2 separate regions of the Zea mays genome follow, and region 2 is linked to region 1. Evidence: chromatin contacts called from public Hi-C data. All regions are on one chromosome and are shown on one strand. The core of a region is the stretch at or near the end of the contact, and the rest is flanking DNA. Distances in the headings are between cores, read along the strand shown.

Region 1 (3,934 bases), core at 439-2,938:
TAAGAATTAAAATCCACCAAATAAGTCATAAAATCACATTAAAAGAAAAATCGGAGTACAAGAGGGAGACAAATCCTGCATAAACCTGCTAGAAAATCGGAGAGTCCTTGAGGTTGAAGGTGAGGGTTAGTGTGACAGTGGGAGACCCCACGCGTGGCGTAGAGGGACGGAGCCTTGAGGAGGTTCTGAGTTGATCGTCTTTCCCGGTGTCCATGGATGCAGTGGGGCGGCGTCGTTGTTGATGGCAGTGGGGCCACATACTGAAGGAGAGCGTTGTGGATAGTTGGAGAGCACCATGGTTCATTGCCTCATGTGGGAACGGAGAGTGGGAACACGAACCGGGAGAGACCTTGCCCATGTGGAGGTAGGCGGTGGCGCGATTGGTGAGGAAGGCGATGTCATTGGGGTCAAGGAGCGCGCCGAGGGTCTCGCAGCAGATGGGGCGTAGAGGGAGCAGGCGAGCGCGATAGCGCCGGGGGAGAGAGAGCCCGCCGCACCACCGATGTGAGACCCGTTCTCCAGAGCCGGGACCGGGAGGTCGGCGAGGTGGACAGGGTCGGCCGCGTCGTGGAGGCTGGTGGCGGCGTGGGCGAGCCTGAGCTTGGCAGCGCCCGCCTGCACCGCCACGTTGCCCTCCGCGTTGGTGACGAGGAGGCGCGGCTCCGAGTCGGGGAGGTAGAACTCGAACTCCTCCTGTGTGTAGCCGGGTTGAGCGTCACCACCACGCCGCGCGCGCGGATCACCGCCACGAACATGACCACCAGCTGTGTACATACAGACCGCGTTCGCACGCGCGTCAGGTCCCGACTCCTGCTACTCTGGGGCTCTGCGTCGCGCAGGCAGGAACATGATCGATCGAATTCGAAAGGAGACGAACCTCGACGGTGTTGGGAAGGAGAGCGCGACAACGTGGCCCGGGAGAAATCTGGCGTCGGCGGCGAGTTGTGCGGCCGCCGCGTCGATGAGAGCGTCGAGGGCGGCGTGCGTGAGCTCCAGCCTGCCCGGTACGACAACTACGCGACGGGTCGGGAAGGCGGCGACCGCCTCCTTGAGCAGCGCTGTCAGCGTGGTGGCCTCCATTGTCGCCATGGCCATGGGGGGAATCGAGGTGAGTAGAGCGGAGATGGGCTGTTGCGTGGTGGCCTTCCATAGATGGAGCGAGGAGGAGGAGGAGGTGGCGGAATCGGCGGATGCGGACGCGCGGTGAGGGGGAGAGGAGGAGGTGGTGGCGGCGGAATCGGCGGATGCGAGATCTCGGAGCGCGGGGGTTTCGCGGCGGCTAGGCGTGTGATGCGGGAGGCAGTTACGCGTGCGGGTAGGAAGCGAGGACAGTCTACACTGCATTCTTAATAGTTAGTACAAGAGCACGATCGTCAAAACACTAAAGAAAATAAAGATATCCAATTCTCGTGGCCTCTTGTATGAATGAACAACCATCGACAACTAATAAGCTCCCATCATTACGCCAGACCAGAGCCCACGTGCATTAGACAGACGGCCAACTCACACCCAGCATCACAACGAAAATTAATTACCGCGCAAAAGCCAAACAAAAAAGAAAGGAAAATTTAAACAAGTCCGTCTATACTCGTCGAATCGCGCAGGCACGCGCAACGCAAACCACGGCCGGACTTGTCTGCTCCCATCCTCACCTAGTTTCAAAATTTCCTCTGTTAAACCCTACCCACCCGACGAATCCCTCGCCAGATCCAACCAGCTCGCCGGAGGAATACTTCGGGAGGTTAGCGTGGAGAGAGAGAAGTAGGCGGCTGAGGGAGGGTTAGAGCTGGGCGACGCCGTCGCTGTCATGGAAGCGCAGGCGACGGCGACGGCGACGGTGAAGGAGGCGCTCGCGGCGCTGTATCACCACCCGGACGACGCCATCCGCACCGCCGCCGATCGCTGGCTTCAGGAGTTCCAGCACACGCTCGACGCCTGGCAGGTGTGCGCACGCTTCTCTCGATTCGCTCTCTTCCTGTTCGTGTCCTGAGCTGGGTGAGGGTTGGTTTCTGAGTTTAGGGAGTCGGACGCTGCTAACTTGGGTTGGCTCAGAGGGGAATTTTCATGTAGTCGTGTGAATTCGGCCTGAGCTAGTGTGAATTGTATTACCGTTCGGAGTGGTTCTGCAATCTGTCCGAAGCTAGCTCCATAGGAGAAGGTGGGGATCGCGATTAGATTTATAGGAGTGGCATTTTGTTCTGACCCCTGCAGACTGCACAGTGTGTGTGCTACAGCTGAGGGTTTTGGTCTCAGTTGGTGTGCGTTAGTTTGGAAAACTCAAAGACTGGATATTTTAGGTACAGTTTACTTTTCAATCCAGTCAATTCCTTCTAGATTAGGGTTACTACTTTGTAGTGAATGCTGATGACCTAAATCTACAAGTTGAGCTTCATCCAAGTGTCTTTTATAGGACTTCTATGCGAGTTCGATGCGATGCCAGTGTGCCACTGACTGGTTCAACTTAGTCCATCTCCTGTAATTGGAGGTTGGGATGTGTAACGCGTTGCTTTGGCTATCCAGGCCTTTGAACAGACTGCTGTTACTCTGTTAGGAAGTGATGATTTAAGAAGATGAATGGAGGATAGAGTTGTGCATTGGCATTTGGCAATGTGCGCATTTGCAAGTTGCGGGAATTCACCAAAGATGACACTCTTTCAGTGTTTTCTAATTTCTTGATCTATTATGGGTATATATATTGTGTTTGTATAAAATGTATAGTTTTTTGTCGGCTTGGAATGTATTCTGGATTATGTCAGATGAATTTTCTTCGACATGGTATTATATTGCAGCCATTTTATTGCCAAGTTGAGCATATTTGAGTGTTTTTCTAATTCTTCTTATGCAGGTAGCTGACAGTTTACTTCATGATGAAAGCAGTAATTTAGAAACTCTCATCTTTTGTTCTCAGACCCTCAGAAGCAAGGTAAACAGAAAGAGACGTATCCGCACCTTGCATGATTTATTTGGAAATGTTATAGTTTACTTAGTTTTCACAATGTTTCTCAGTAACCTTGAATATTCCATGTTATTTGTAGGTACAAAGGGACTTCGAAGAGTTACCCTCAGAAGCTTTTCGATCATTACAGGATTCTTTATATGTAAGTACTGTCTTGTGAAGTTTCTTTTACAGAGTATCTATGTTGTATATCGCGGAAAAAAGTTATAGGGCCACCATGTAGTTGTATTGCGGTTTGTGACCACTAAAGCGGCTTAAAAATACAAAATAGTATTTGCACAAAGTAAAAACACATATAAGTATTTGTGTATCATATTATTTTTCATATAATTACATAATTTGGAAGTGAATTCACTAGTCTAGAATTTCAAAAGGAAGCATTATAAGTGATTACAGACTTAGCAGTAAACAGAAAGTCGGAAACCTTTTCTAGTCGTATCTAACCTTACTAATTTACAGCCATGAGCCTTGAAACTAAAAACTACCCCTTGATTCCAAATGTAGGTCGTTGTGACAGTGACACGGTCTCCACTATGACACTTTGGCTTGTGACTTCTGTTAAAACAATTTTGATAGTGAAATATGTATATTATGGAAATGTTTTCCATGATGCATATGGTAAATCATCCGTATGCTGTGATTGTGAATCAACGTACTTTTTTATGTGTTGGTGGTCCAAGTTGAAAAGTGGGACTAGATAATATAATCGTACGAAATGACCCACATTTGGATTCGGAGGTAGTATTTCTGTTCCCTAGCCCTTAAATATCCCCCTCACTCTCAGTACCCAAAAAGAGTGGCCAAAAGGCGTACAGTGAGTCAGGCTCTTTTAAATAGAAGCTGGGTCTCTGATTTTAAGGGAGCCCTCACAGTGCAGATCCTAGTTGAATACCTCCACATCTGGGACCTGGTAGATGGTATTGTGCTGCAACCCGACATCCCGGATAAGCACTTTTAGAGGCTCTCAGCTTCTGGACA
Region 2 (3,934 bases), core at 457-2,956, 200 kb before region 1:
AACTTTTTTTTGCGTAAGGTTAGTTATTCAATTCGGACGACTAATCTTAAGCAAAGTGTGACATATTTAGTCACAAACCAAACAAGCCTTTAGTCTTTAAATTGCCAAATAGTGGGACTAAAATAGAGACTAAACTGCTTTAGTCCCTAGTCCCTCAAAGTGTGACTAAAATGGATTAAACCATAATAATTTCATATTTGCCCTTCATTTATTTCAATTGCACTAGTAGTATGAGAATGTTAAGGGAGCATTTTTAGTGTCTTATGAGTCGTTTAATGTGTTCTTACTACTTATTAGTCTCTATAACCAAACGAGTTATGGACTAAACTTTAGTATGGACTAAGAAAATCAAACATGGCTCGTTTGGTTTGGTTCTTTAGTCTATGGACTAAAGTTTAGTTAAATGACTGAAGTTTGGTCTCTATCCTGTTTGGTTCTTGGGACTAAAAGTATTCAGAACGCATTAAATGATTCATAAGAGGACCAAAATACCCTTTAGCATTCTCCCGCCATTAGTTCAACTAAAATAAAGGAGGGCAAAAGTGGAATTAATATGATTTAGTCACTTTTAGTCACCTCTCGAGAGACTAGAGACAAACTGTTTAGTCTCTATTTTAGTCTCATTGTTTGACAATTTAGTGATTAATTGATACTAAAATAGAGAAACTAATCTTTAGTCTTTCAAACCAAACGAGTCTTAAAGTTTAGTCTCTGCGCTGCTTTGGTTGTAGGGACTAAAGTATCAAGAACACATTAAATGAATCATAAAAAGACCAAAATGCCTTTTAGCATTTTCCCGCAAAAATAGTGCAATTGAAATAAATGAGGGGTGAAAAGTGAAATTAATATGATTTAATTCTTTTTAGTCACTCCCACTGTTTGACAATTTAGTCACTAGAGACTATTTTAGTCTATGTTTTAGTCCCACCGTTTGATAATTTAAAGACTAAAATGAAGAGACTAATAATCTTTACTCCCTGAAACCAAACGAGATCTAAGTTTAAAATTAGGACTAATTTAGGAGTTAAAATACCAGAGTGTTTTAAGGGACTAAAATCCCCCTTTTATTCAAATTGAATAAGTGAAATTTTAGATTCTTCAATCCCTTTAGGTTTTGTGGCTTTCAAATTAGCCTTAAGAGATATGACGAAAGGTAGGATGGATAAGCAGCCGCGGTATACAATCTAAATCCGTTTTTGTCTATTTTTTACTTTCATAAACCGATCCGTGAAAATCTGCTGGGCTCAGATAATTGTAGAGATGGCCAAACGGGCCGCCCGGCCCGGTCCGGCCTGGGCCCGACCCGCCAGGCACGGTTAGAAAACTAGGCCGGACCGTTTAAGCCCACAGGCTCGATTTCTTGGTCGAGCCCGGCCCGCAGTGGGCCTAAACAGGTCGGGCTGTCCCGTTTAGCACGAAAAAGCGGACCGAAAAGCAGCTAAACGGGCCGGTAAACACGTTTTAGTGCAAAAAAACGGATTTAACGGGTTTAGGGTAAATAGGCCGTGCTGTGCTAGCCTACCATGCCTAGTTTTCTGTCTAGGCCGGTCCGAACCCGCATAGAACCGGGCCGTGCCGGGCTCAAACCAGACCCAAACAACGGGCTTTGTGTCGGGCTCGCGTGCCTCGTGCTTATTAAACATCTATAGTTAATTGTCATGTTACTATTAATTATTAATCCCCGCGTCGTCGTCATCCTGCCACTAACTCACCGCAGCCCAGCTTTCATCCAATAGGCCAATACCCACATTCGCTCGCTCTACCCGACTACCCCGCAAGTCGAGGCCTTCCGCTGGCTCTCGCTCGCTCGCTCGCCCCGCGACTGGTTGCCTCTCCGCCCCGACCCTGCCCTGAGACCGGAGACGACCGCGCCCCGCGGTGGCGCTGCGACCCGCGATACGGTGCATTGCTCTGTCCCTCCACCCCTTCCCTCCTCTCGGCCGGCCCGCGACGCAATGCGGGCCGCCGCCTCGGGCGGGGCAGCCTTGCTCGATCTGTTGCCGCCGTTCGCATGGCCCGGCGCTCCCTCGGAGCCGACGGGATTCGCCGGAGGTAGCAGCAGCCGTGGATACGCGCGCTCGCTTGCGCGATTTCAGCCCGGTGCCTGCGCAGCGGTCGCGGTGGATTTTCTATCCCGTGCTGTTGTTGCTTCCGTTCGGTGTTTTTCTCGTCTATTAGGATTCAGTTGGTTTCGTCAGTTTTGGGAGTAGGCTGCGCGTTCAAGTGGTTAGTTTGCGATTTTTCAATCTGTTTCTGCTCTTGCGCCGCACGTATTCCACTTCCATCACGCGTCGCACTGCTGTACCCTGCCGCAGTGGTGCTCGTCGCTGTCGCGCATTTGAACCGCGTCAAATTCAAAGTTTTTTTATGCGTCTGGTTGCCTAATAAAAAAAAGCGTCAAATCCGAATTTTCTTTTCCGTGTATGCTCTGCCGCCTAATCCAAGTTCGTAAGTTTCGGTGCGGGTGAACCGAACTCCAAGCCCGCTTCCTCCAACAAGAACCCCCGAGATCGGAACCCCGCAAAAGGGAGCTTTATTTAAAGGGGTGGTGGTCTTTGCTCTTTGTGTTCTGTCCCCCACTTCACTGCTGCTGCTGTTTCTTTTTCAGCTTTGGGCACTGAAGGTTGGCTTACTTGACAGGAAATTCCCCGTTTAATTGCATATTGGACATGTCTTGTGGCGTTTGATTGGAGAATTTAATTCTTCCCAACGATTTCCGTTCTTCGGAGGCTTCCATCTTGGTTTCAGTTCTGCAGGTTGTGTGTTTGTGGTAGGGTTTCTTGTTTACTGATAGCTTCTGACAGTGATAGGGTTGTTTCTGAGGATTGATGTTCTTTGCAGATCTGTGACTGAGAGGGGAGGAATTCCAGTCAGTCGTTTATGAATCCTGGGGCCTGTGCTTACTAGAGGGAGGGCAAGGCAAGTTAGGATCCGAGATGAGGGGGAGAAATGACTCCGGGAACAGCAAGCCGGTTGTGCTGTGCTGTGTGATGATCGTGTGCCTATGCCTCCTCTTCTTGTATTTCTCGGGCTCCAATGGACAGGCTGGGAGCACCGCATTTGAGTACGGGACCAAATTCTCACGGTCACTTGGATGGGGCAGTGATGATGGTTCTGAAGAGTCCATTTTTGGAACCGGGGATGCAGATGATGTCAAGCCTAAGAGCTTTCTTGTAAGTCCCAACGAGTGATCAGTCCTTTTCTTTTGTGGATTGTCTATTCATGATTGTAAGTGTTTTTTATTGGGTGTTTAGGTGTGTGATGACCGGCACTCTGAGCTGATCCCCTGCTTGGATCGGAACTTGATATATCAAATGAGGCTGAAGCTGGATTTAAACCTGATGGAGCACTATGAGAGGCATTGCCCTCCACCTGAAAGGCGTTTTAATTGCTTGATTCCTCCACCACATGGCTATAAGGTCACTACTGATCTAACTCTTCTCTCAAAGTGTTCTTTTATTCCAATTAGATCTTGCATGAGATATATCTTCGCTTGACTTGAGTTCATAGACTGACTATTTCAAGCTTTCAACCAGTCTTTTTAATGTAATATTTGCAGCAACTGCAATACTGCATCTTGTATATAGTAGTATGTGCTTCATTCGATCAATAATACAAGCTCTTTTGCAAGTTGACTAAGATAATTTTGCCTTAGTTGTCTCAAGACATGGTTATAAGTTTTCCCTGTGCTTTTCTGTTTTATTCATATTTTTTTCTTGTTAATAACACGTGCCCTGACAGACTGACCTTCCTATCTGAAATTAGTTCTGTTTGATTGCATCCTTGCTGAGCTGTATCCGACCCACAATTTTTTTTCCAGGTCCCTATAAAATGGCCAAAAAGTCGTGATGTAGTATGGAAAGCAAACATTCCACACACTCACCTTGCAAAAGAGAAGTCAGACCAGAACTGGATGGTTGAAGCTGGTGAAAAA

The links. Hi-C and Micro-C count contacts between places; a contact is called where the count stands out from the background.
Region 2: a contact with region 1 is called in a Hi-C map of tassel, with 3 times the contacts expected there. The contact joins the promoter of LOC103643455 here to the promoter of LOC100382556 in region 1. A contact is called at or near these places in 8 of 25 Hi-C or Micro-C datasets (bundle sheath, ear, leaf and 2 more) and 1 of 3 datasets of contacts at active chromatin or transcription factors (leaf).

What each region holds. Positions count from the first base shown.
Region 1 is chr1:237,225,243-237,229,176 of Zm-B73-REFERENCE-NAM-5.0, reverse strand. LOC100382556 reads left to right here and starts at 1,688. Exons shown (of 27, transcript NM_001361666.1): 1 at 1,688-1,942; 2 at 2,846-2,923; 3 at 3,036-3,098. The coding sequence starts at 1,808.
Region 2 is chr1:237,422,044-237,425,977 of Zm-B73-REFERENCE-NAM-5.0, reverse strand. It overlaps LOC103643455 (probable methyltransferase PMT1), which reads left to right and starts at 1,706. Exons shown (of 8, transcript XM_008666650.3): 1 at 1,706-1,901; 2 at 2,842-3,173; 3 at 3,255-3,419; 4 at 3,821-3,934. The coding sequence starts at 2,937.